Linked DNA regions of Sus scrofa: regions 1 and 2 are each linked to region 3. A link is a contact called in public Hi-C and HiChIP or PLAC-seq data. All regions are on one chromosome and are shown on one strand. Each heading gives the region's core, a stretch centred on a gene start, on an enhancer-like site or on the middle of the called end of the contact. The rest is flanking DNA. Distances are from core to core; before and after follow the strand shown.

Region 1 (3,104 bases), core at 135-2,634, 94 kb after region 3:
CACATTGTCAATTACACGATGCTTCTAGGACCAAAGATTAGACCCATTGCAGCATCTTGTAATCCTAGAGTCCGAAGAAACCCTGTAGATTCCTTATTCCAATCTGACACCCAAGACAGGAATTTTTTTCCACAGAATCCCTGACAGATGGTCAGCCTCTGTTTCAATTACTCCAGTGGGGGAGTTCTCAAGAGAAGATCCCCGAGAGATATGATGAAATGCTAGACCAACCATTCAGACAGAAAGTAGGGCTCCAGTAAGCCTGTAGGATACAGACAGCATTGCCAGACACTAAAACCAGACTTCCAAAAGAATGTAATTCAAAATCAGTAATCACAAAGGCGCAACGTTCAGACATGTAGACCCCAGATTTGGGGGCCATTCTAGGTCTTTTTATTGGCCTGGGGAGTAGCTCTTACAATCAGGGAAGCAAGGTGGCTTTTCTCCCACTGACTGCTTAAAGTAAGAATTGATTCTTTCAGGCTCACAGCAAGGGCTTGTCAAGTGCAGAGAGAATCAAATCCCTTCCTTCTGAAAACCAAGCCAAGGGACCCCCTGGTGGAACTGCTAATGTTTAAAATACTCTTAACTTTGGTCTTAAAATTCTCACTACAGTAAACCAGAACATTTCAAGCTCTTCTTTTAAAAGTGTATATAGGCTATGCTGTAACTGAAGTTGTTTGGTTGGTGTAGGGTTGATGTGTGGGGGTTAATGTACTAAGCGCAGTCCTACATACAGCCGTGAAGTCTAGTTTATCCGACTAGGAAAGGCGAGTGCGCGATGCTAAACTGCCGGCACATCCCCAGCCGGACCCCGGGACGGGGCGGCCCGGCTCTTACCTGTCGATACTGATCACGCACAGGGTCATGATCGAGGCCGTGCAGCACATGACGTCCATGGCGATAAAGACGTTGCAGAAGAAGTGGCCAAAGATCCACTTGCCCCCAATAAGGTCAGTGACGCTGACGAAGGGCATGACCGCCACGGCCACCGAGAGGTCGGCCAGCGCCAGGGACACGATCAGGTAGTTGGAGGGCTGACGGAGCTTCTTGACGAAGCAGACCGAAATCACCACCAGGCAGTTGCCGGCGATCGTCAGCAGCGTGATGAGCGTCAGGATGGAGCCGATCACAACTTTCTCGGCTCTGCCGTAGTTGATCTGCTCCCCGCAGCCCGAGGCATTGTCCCGGGGCGCGTCCCAGGTGGGCACGGGGCTGGCCGTCACCTCAGGGACCCCGTGCAGCAGGTGCGGCGCCCAGGAGCCCGCGACAGGGCCGGCGCCGTCGGAGCTCAAGTCGGGAAGCCCGCGCCCCACCTCCGGCAAGAGGATAGAACGGAGATGCCCGTAGAGGTCCGGGCGGCCGCTGCTGTTAACGTCCATCATCATGCCGCTGTGCGCAGCTGCCCATGGAGCCGGCGCCCCCGCCAAGCGCTCCGGCTGCCGGCCCGGGGGCTTCACCTCGCCGGTTCCGCTCCACTCGGCCCAGCCATGGGGCCCGCGCCGGCCACTGGGGGGCGCCCCGGCCCGGCCTCGCGGCCCCGCACGTCCCGGTGCCCCAGCCGCAGCGGACGAGGCGGGAGCGCGGTCGCCCGGGGACTCCCTGCGGGAGGCGCCTGCGGCTCTCGACGGACGCCCAGGACGCGCGGGCCGAGCTCGGCTGGCCGCACCGCAGCCCGCAGCCCGCAGCCCGCAACTCGCAGTCCGCAGCAGCCGCGCGGCTCGGCCAAGAGCGCCCCAGAGGCAGCAGCAGAAGTTGCGGAGTGCGCCCCGCCCCTCGCGCCGACCGCCGCCGCCGCCGCTCCCCTGCGGCAGCCGCGCCGCGTCCCCGCCGCCGCCGCCTCCGGCCGCTGCCCGCGCCCGCCGGGCTCCCGGACGGGCTTCCCGGGCTGGGCAGGGGCCGCCGCCTCTCCCGCGTGCCCCCACTGGGCGGAAGGAGGCACTCCACGCGCCTCCTGGGATCCCAAGCCGCTTCACCCCGGGTTCTTTCTTTCCGCAGGAGACTCAGACCCCCTCCTACAGACCCGAACCCCCTCCCCCCCAAGTGAATAACAGTTTGGTAGGGAAAGACTAGGGAACGGACGTTGGGACTCATTGCAAAATAAAGAACCCCAGGAGGAATATATATATGTGTCTATATATAATGTGCATTTTTAATCTTAATTTTAAAAAAACCTTTCTAACACTACACCAAGCAGCAGATACTTCCGTTTCCTATTTTGACCACTGATGGGAGAAATCGAAGATGTAAAAAGAGAAGCAGCTGAATGGGGTGAGGGTGGGCTCTCAGAAGAAGTGAAAAAGGGAGAGAGATCCCCACATCTGGGAGAAGCTGGGAGCTCCAGGAAAAGGGACCTCTGGAGGGCTTAAACCTTTCGGACAGACCCTCCAGGCATCTAGATACAGGCCTCTCAGATCTGAGAAAGATCTTGGCTGCTTTTATATTCAGTCTTCAAAACCTAATACACTGAAATGAGAGTTAATTTTCCCGTGGCATTCTGGAAATCTTGTACAAAAGAGAAGAAATGACCGGTTATAATGTTCTGCAGAAGTATCCCGGAGGTGTATGTTGATTTAATGCCTATTGCCTAAAATCCCCTTAGTATTCAAACCCTATCAGAGTGGCTGATGTTTATTATTTGTGAGACTTCTTTCACTTCGTTTTGTTGAAAGATTTTTATTGGAAGCCAGCAGTGATTTCTTTAAAGACTCTAAAAATAATCAAATCGGTTTTCTTTTCTAGTTAGGCCCTAGTGGATCATAAATAAGAAGAAAAAGGAACAGAAACCTTAAAATGTATTGATGCAAGTGCTCGCTCAGTTAACACTCATTCTTCAAGATGGGTATTAGCCCTATTTTTCTAGTTAAGAAAAGCGTTGTTATTACAATCACCTGGGAACTGATAGTTAGGTTTTAACCCTAGGTTTATCTGGCACTATGTCCTTAGTTTTCCCTCTACATATTCAAAAAAAAAATTTTTTTTTAGTAGAAAAAATAAATGTCTAAATCATGGGCCAATGTCCACAGCTTTCACTGCTATGAACATGTTAGGGGCTCTCCTCTGCCAGGGGTAAGCAGATCAATATAATGACTCCGAGGAGGAGA
Region 2 (2,819 bases), core at 75-2,574, 110 kb after region 3:
CTGCTCAGTGACTGTCGTTCATTCATTTTCTTTTTCGTCCTTCTTCCTCCCTTCTAAGCCCAGGGTGAAGATAAGAAGTTTAAAGGGTATACAGTCCACAGAAACAGCGTCATGACTTTCAAAGAAAGAAGCCCTCTGTAGTCTAATTCTGGTATCAAATAATGAGTCATCTTATTCACCTTCACCACACATCGGACATATTTCCAAACAATTTAGGTTTTGTGGCTGCAGATGAAGACGCCTATAAAATTAACACTAGATCTTCCTGCAAAATTAACACGAGATTTTCAGATGAGAAGCCAGAGTTTGTTTTATATGACTTTCTTCTATTTGCAGAAGTAAAATTTTCTTCTGTTCTTACTTAGAAAACATCAAATATTAGATAGCAGAAGATTTCTTTTTTATTGAACTTAACCAAAAGGAGAATTACATACTACCACATGGAACAGATCCCTCTTAAAATTCCCTTCTGAGACCAAGAAAGAAGTCATGTAAAGAACAAATCAAGATGTGGCCCACAAACCCGAGACTCTGTGTACTGTCTGTGACAAGTTAGCAAAGAAACGGAAAATGTTTACAAACTTTCACATCCCTTTGGCATAGTCTGGAGATCCAAGCCCCTGATTTGTGGACTCTTATTCAGTCTAGTATAGAGCAGTTCAGATGTTAGATTAATCTTTTGAGGCCAGAGCTGCCTGTGGGTAAAGGACAATGGATCACTACTGGTGCTAGAAGAACTGGTGGAGGGAGGGGGGTTGGGAACTCGGTGAACTGACCCAGTAATCACGGGTACTTTGTAAAGCAGTGATGTAAACTCTAGTTCCAGAGTTTTATGTTCTCGGATAATTAATTTATCACTCTTCAAGAGTTCATGTGTACGAAAATGTGGAACCATCACAACTGTGGGATATATTCCACCTTGTACATCTGTCAGACGGAAAACTGTAAAACATTTCAATTGTGCACCTCCCTTGTCTAACCCATTTTTGGCTAAACACGTGCTGAAGCTAACCGCTTATCCCTGCCAACTCCAGGTTGAGAATACTGGCTGTAATGGAGTTTAGCATGCTGTGCCACCGTCTGTTCTGATTGAGCAAAATGACTTTTTTCTCGAGCAAACCTTTTTCGAGTTGTCAGGTCAGTTTCCCCATCTCCCCATTAAGTCCAATTTAAACAATGGAATGACCTTTAGGGGCGGGAAAGAAAAACGGATTTAAAACCCTTACTTTTTAAGGGTTTCCAGACCTTCTTTCCCTGTAAGTCCTCAATAAATGCTGTATACGTACATTTTGAAAGAATCATTTTCTACATTATTTCACAGGAGGAATGGTGGGCTATGTGAACCCCTTCGAGGGAAACAAAACTTTCCCATCCAGAGGAAGAAGAACTGAAGTGAGGCTGCTGACTTCCACACACTAACTTCTGCTGGGATCCGAAGGCGCTCAAAGAGCCTGGGAACGTCAGTCCGCGGGAGGGACGGGAGGACTGCTTAGGAAAACTGCAATTCCCAGCGTGCCCCGAGGGGGCGGGCCCTGCGGCTGCGCAGACAGCCGCGCAAGTTCACGTGATTTCAGCATGGCGGTGTTCGTGGATTTGGACCTGCGAGCGGGTTCCGACCTCAAGGCGCTGCGTGGGCTCGTGGAGAACGCCGCTTACCGTGAGTCGCCGCGGCTTCGCGAGCAGCGGTGCCTGCCCAGCCTCGCTGCCATCCAGATCGTCGGGCCACGTTCGGAAGGGACGCGGCCGGGCCTCATTCAGGTCTTCTGGGGTCTGGAGGCAGTCTCTGGAAGCTGATGCCTTCTGCGGGGTTGCTGTGATCCCGGGCCCGGGAAACTCGAAAAGCGCTGGGGAACTGTTACCCAGTCCAGCTCCTTCTTTATTGTGAATTGGGGAACTGAGGTCCTAACAGGGCCAGGGACTTATATAGGGCCTCACAGCTGAAGGCTGGCCAAAGCTAGTCTCCACCTGTGCTTTTAATATCGCCCCTTCCTACCTCTCACCACTGTGTACTGACTCAGTCAAATGCGGAAAGCTGGTTGGTGCACAGATGGGGAGTGCTTTGGGTGCTCCGAAAATGGGCGGGGGTGGTGGGACGTGGGGCTGCGAGTGTTGGAATAATGTTATTTAGAGGGAGGGTAGGTTGAGGCGTAGGACACACCAAGAGGTTGGGAAGGGACCAGCATGGCCAGAATGCTAGAATGTTACTCGTATTTGAATCCAAGGAAAGCAGAAGCCCTGAGAGGTAAGATCGTTCTAATCGAAGTTAATCGCGACTTCTGCCTTCTTCCTTAGACTTAAAGTGTCTAAGTGGAGATAGAGGGGTTTAAAAATAAAGACATTTCTTCGAAGTTCCCGGTTGTGGTTCAGCGGTAACAACCTAACTCGTATCCATGAAGATGTGGGTTCTACCCCTGGCTTCTGTCAGCGGGTTAAGGATCCGTCGTTGGGGTGAGCGTCGGTGTACAGATGCGGCTTGAAGTCCGTGTTGCTGTGGCTGTGGTGTAGGCTGGCAGCTATAGCTCTGATTCGACCCCTAGCCTGCGAACTTCCATATGCCACAGGTACGGCCCTAAAAAGCAAAAAAAAAAAAAAAGAGAGAGAGAGAGAGATATCTGCAGGGCCTATCAAGTAATGGATCCTCATTTGAAGGAGGAAAGAAAGAAGGAAATTGGAAAAACTATTGAGAGGGAAGACCACTATCTTGGCATTAATATATGTTATTTATTTATTTAGTCCTTTTAGGGCCGTACCCTTAGGGTATGGAAGTTCCCTGGTTAGGGGTTGAAGCTGCAGCTGCCCACCTATGCCACAGCAACATG
Region 3 (3,017 bases), core at 322-2,821:
ACTGGATATAAGAGTAATGGCAACTAAAATGAAAGTGTTACAAGAATTGGAGCTATATGGACTTAATTTGGGTGTTATTTATGGAGAAAGGATGCAAAATCCTGACCTTCCTTGTCACCAGTGACATCGATCACAATGCATAAGTAAATCAGTCTTCTCTTCCAATCCAGCTAAATGCCCATCTTTGGCTTTCAGAATTCTACTGGGTGGAAGACTAGAGTCTACAGTATTCTGAATTCAAATCTGTAGACACGGTTAGTAGAAAATAAGCTTGCTACTGATTCAGGAAGCTTTCTGTGAGCAGCTTCAAAAAGAAGTTCCATGAAAGGGTTGGGGGGGATAGAAGGAAAATAGTGATAAATGACCTTACAGCACAAGCTCAGGTCTCTCGGGCCTCTCAGCAAGCTTCAGGGCCTCGTGCATGCCTGCAGCCGAGAGCTTCCGGTTGATATTCCGGTACTGGCACTGGAGCAGGCTGCGGTAGGTGGTCCTCAGGTCCCGGTTGAAGAAGGCATATATAAAGGGGTTAATGAGAGAGTTTGCATAGCCCAGCCACAGAAATGTCCTCTCCACCCACAGCGGGATGCAGCTGCACGCAGTGCCACAGATGAAGGGTCTGGCCGTCGAGAGGAGGAAAAACGGCAGCCAGCACACGGTGAAGGCCCCGACAATGATCCCCAAGGTGGTGGCTGCTTTCTGTTCCCTCTTAAAGATGGAGATGTTTTTCCTCTCGTGTTTGAGGAGTCTCGAAAGGTTCGCACACTCCTCCACCTCCTTCTGGAGCTTCACCATGCCATTCAGTGAAATGACGCTGTCGGGCTCCTCCGGGCGAGGGAAGCCTGGGAACTTGTGTTTGGCGGCGCTCTTCCTGGCGGCCTTGTAAATCTGGTAGTACATGAAAAGCATGACGGACATGGGGATGTAGAACGCCACTGCCGTGGAGTAGATCGTGTAGCCAAAATCCTGGCTGATCAAGCACACCTTGTCGTCATTTACGTTCTGCGCCCAGCCGAAGAGCGGCGGCAAAGTGATGGAGGCGGAGAGAAGCCAGACAGAGAGGATCATCTTAGCCATGCACTTGCCATTCTGCCTGACGGGGTACGTCAGCGGCCTCGTGATCCCAAGGTACCTGGGAGAGAAAAGGACAGAGAACACGTGACCGCCATAAGCACACCCGATCAGCTGAGAAGTCCCACCAGCCGGGGGCTGGGCTATATACCTAGTAGCTCCCTTCCTCTCCAGCCGTTCTAGCTAGGCATCATCTTCCTGTTTTGCAAAACGGCGGACTAAGGCTCGGAGAGGTTACCTATTTTATTCCGGGTCACACAGTCAGCCAAAGGCACTGCCAGCATTCAACCTGCGAGCCCTCTCTGCCTGTAATGCCAGTCCCCGCTCTCTTCATACCTTGTAGCTTCTCACAGTCCACCGCAGTCAAGGAGCTGAAGAGTTCGTATATACCCATCCCCCACTACCACCACTATCACCGAAATCAGCCAGGAACAAGATGTCAAGCCTGATGTGGGATGCTGTGACACATCCTCAGTTGTACCAAGGCCTGCCATACTCGGATATGACACACCCACGGATCTCCTCTGTTATCTGGCCAGCTCCTAATTCATTTCAACTTCCCCTTTACACCAAAGTGAAGGCACTTCTTTAAGATCACAGAGATAAGAAATCCTAGCGTTTTGAATGGAAAGTAGCAAGTGATCCTTTTTTTATTCCCAGAAAGTTCTTACCCAAGGGTAATTTCCGAGGAATGAGCTATAAAATAAAAACAGCCTGCCTCCTTTCTCTAGTTCTAAGGAGGATCACAAGGAAGGGCACAATTCTCAAAAAGATTAGGCAAACCCAGCATTTCCTCTGAGCTTGGTTCTATATAGAGAATAAATATTTCTCTGTCTCTGTTATCAAGGGTTTATAATGCAAAAAGACTCAGCAAACAGAGAAAACGTATTCAGCAAGATGGTCTGCCAAATGCTTAGTAGTTCACAGCTTTCCAAATTTTTTTTTTCTCTGTGTTTAATGGTCTTAGCTTTTATTTTGGGGGAAGATTTAAAGAGCATTTGAGAAGCCAAGCCATGTAAAGGCTGGCCATTTTGCTGACTATTTACTCCATTTATGTACATAAAAGACACTCTTGAAACGTGAGAAGAAAGGTAGAGAATGCCCACCTTACTAAGACACCTTATTTTCTGAAAGTCAGTCACTTGGTAGGTCGGAATTTTAAAAAGTAATTATTATTTTGTGCTTTAAATACCCTCAGACATCAGGCTTAAATTATTCCACAAAAGTTGCAAATCATGCTTTCACAATGAAAATTAGCATCAAGGCAACACTTACAACAAGGCAAAATTGAAATATAGTTAAAAAAAGAAAAAGAATAAGCCAGATTTGCTTATTCATCAAGAATATTCATTCACTCCTTCAACAAATATCAATAGAGCTCTTTCTATATGCCAGATGCTGTTTTAAATGTTAGGGATATGGCAGTGAATAAAAGACCCAAAAATCTTGAATGCAGCATCTGGGGAAATCACACAGGAGGTGGATGGGAAGACAGCCTCACAATGATGTGGAAGGAACTCCTGATCCCTCCCATGGATGCAGGTCTCAATGGTACCAGCTCTTCATTTCACCTCTGCCTTCCCTTGTCTTTGAGAAAGCTGACCCACAAGTAGCATCGCTAGGTTTTTCAGCTGTAATTAGGGCTATGCTTTGGCTCCCAAATAGAAAGAAGAATGAGAAACAGGGAGGTTTTCCTGAGAGCTCAAGAATAAGAGCTGAAAAGGAGGTGGGAAGAAGGGAGCAAGGAAGGAAGAGGGGAAAGAATGAGAGAAGGGAAGTGTGAAATAGACTTGGCCTTGTGTGGAATTGTCTGAAATTATTTTTAGGGAAGAATATTTTTAGGGGGAAAATAAAAAGGTGGATAAGGAACCCCCTGAAGAAAAATGTTAGACTTGACTGAAAGTTCACAAACAAGCTGATCCCTGCCCTGAGGCTGAATGTAGATATTA

The links. Hi-C and Micro-C count contacts between places; a contact is called where the count stands out from the background. HiChIP or PLAC-seq counts read pairs in DNA pulled down with a chosen protein or histone mark.
Region 1: a Hi-C map of alveolar macrophages shows a contact between it and region 3, with 4 times the contacts expected there. The contact joins the promoter of HTR7 here to the enhancer-like site in region 3. A contact is called at or near these places in 1 of 5 promoter capture datasets (fetal skeletal muscle), 23 of 47 Hi-C or Micro-C datasets (adipocytes, adipose tissue, alveolar macrophages and 17 more) and 1 of 2 datasets of contacts at active chromatin or transcription factors (alveolar macrophages).
Region 2: an H3K27ac HiChIP or PLAC-seq map of alveolar macrophages shows a contact between it and region 3. The contact joins the promoter of RPP30 here to the enhancer-like site in region 3. A contact is called at or near these places in 20 of 47 Hi-C or Micro-C datasets (adipocytes, adipose tissue, alveolar macrophages and 15 more) and 1 of 2 datasets of contacts at active chromatin or transcription factors (alveolar macrophages).

What each region holds. Positions count from the first base shown.
Region 1 is chr14:102,547,409-102,550,512 of Sscrofa11.1, forward strand. HTR7 (5-hydroxytryptamine receptor 7) reads right to left here and starts at 1,385. Exons shown (of 3, transcript NM_214085.1): 1 at 841-1,385. The coding sequence starts at 1,385.
Region 2 is chr14:102,564,478-102,567,296 of Sscrofa11.1, forward strand. RPP30 (ribonuclease P protein subunit p30) reads left to right here and starts at 1,325. Exons shown (of 13, transcript XM_001924771.6): 1 at 1,325-1,657. The coding sequence starts at 1,576.
Region 3 is chr14:102,453,375-102,456,391 of Sscrofa11.1, forward strand. It overlaps HTR7 (5-hydroxytryptamine receptor 7), which reads right to left. Exons shown (of 3, transcript NM_214085.1): 2 at 371-1,129. Among named protein-coding and RNA genes, the nearest start is that of HTR7, 94 kb to the right of the region's middle. Within about 2 kb of position 1,572, at least 3 of the 83 cell types and tissues checked have an H3K27ac peak or open chromatin away from gene starts, as enhancers often do. A contact at or near this core is called in alveolar macrophages and undifferentiated spermatogonia, where this site is marked.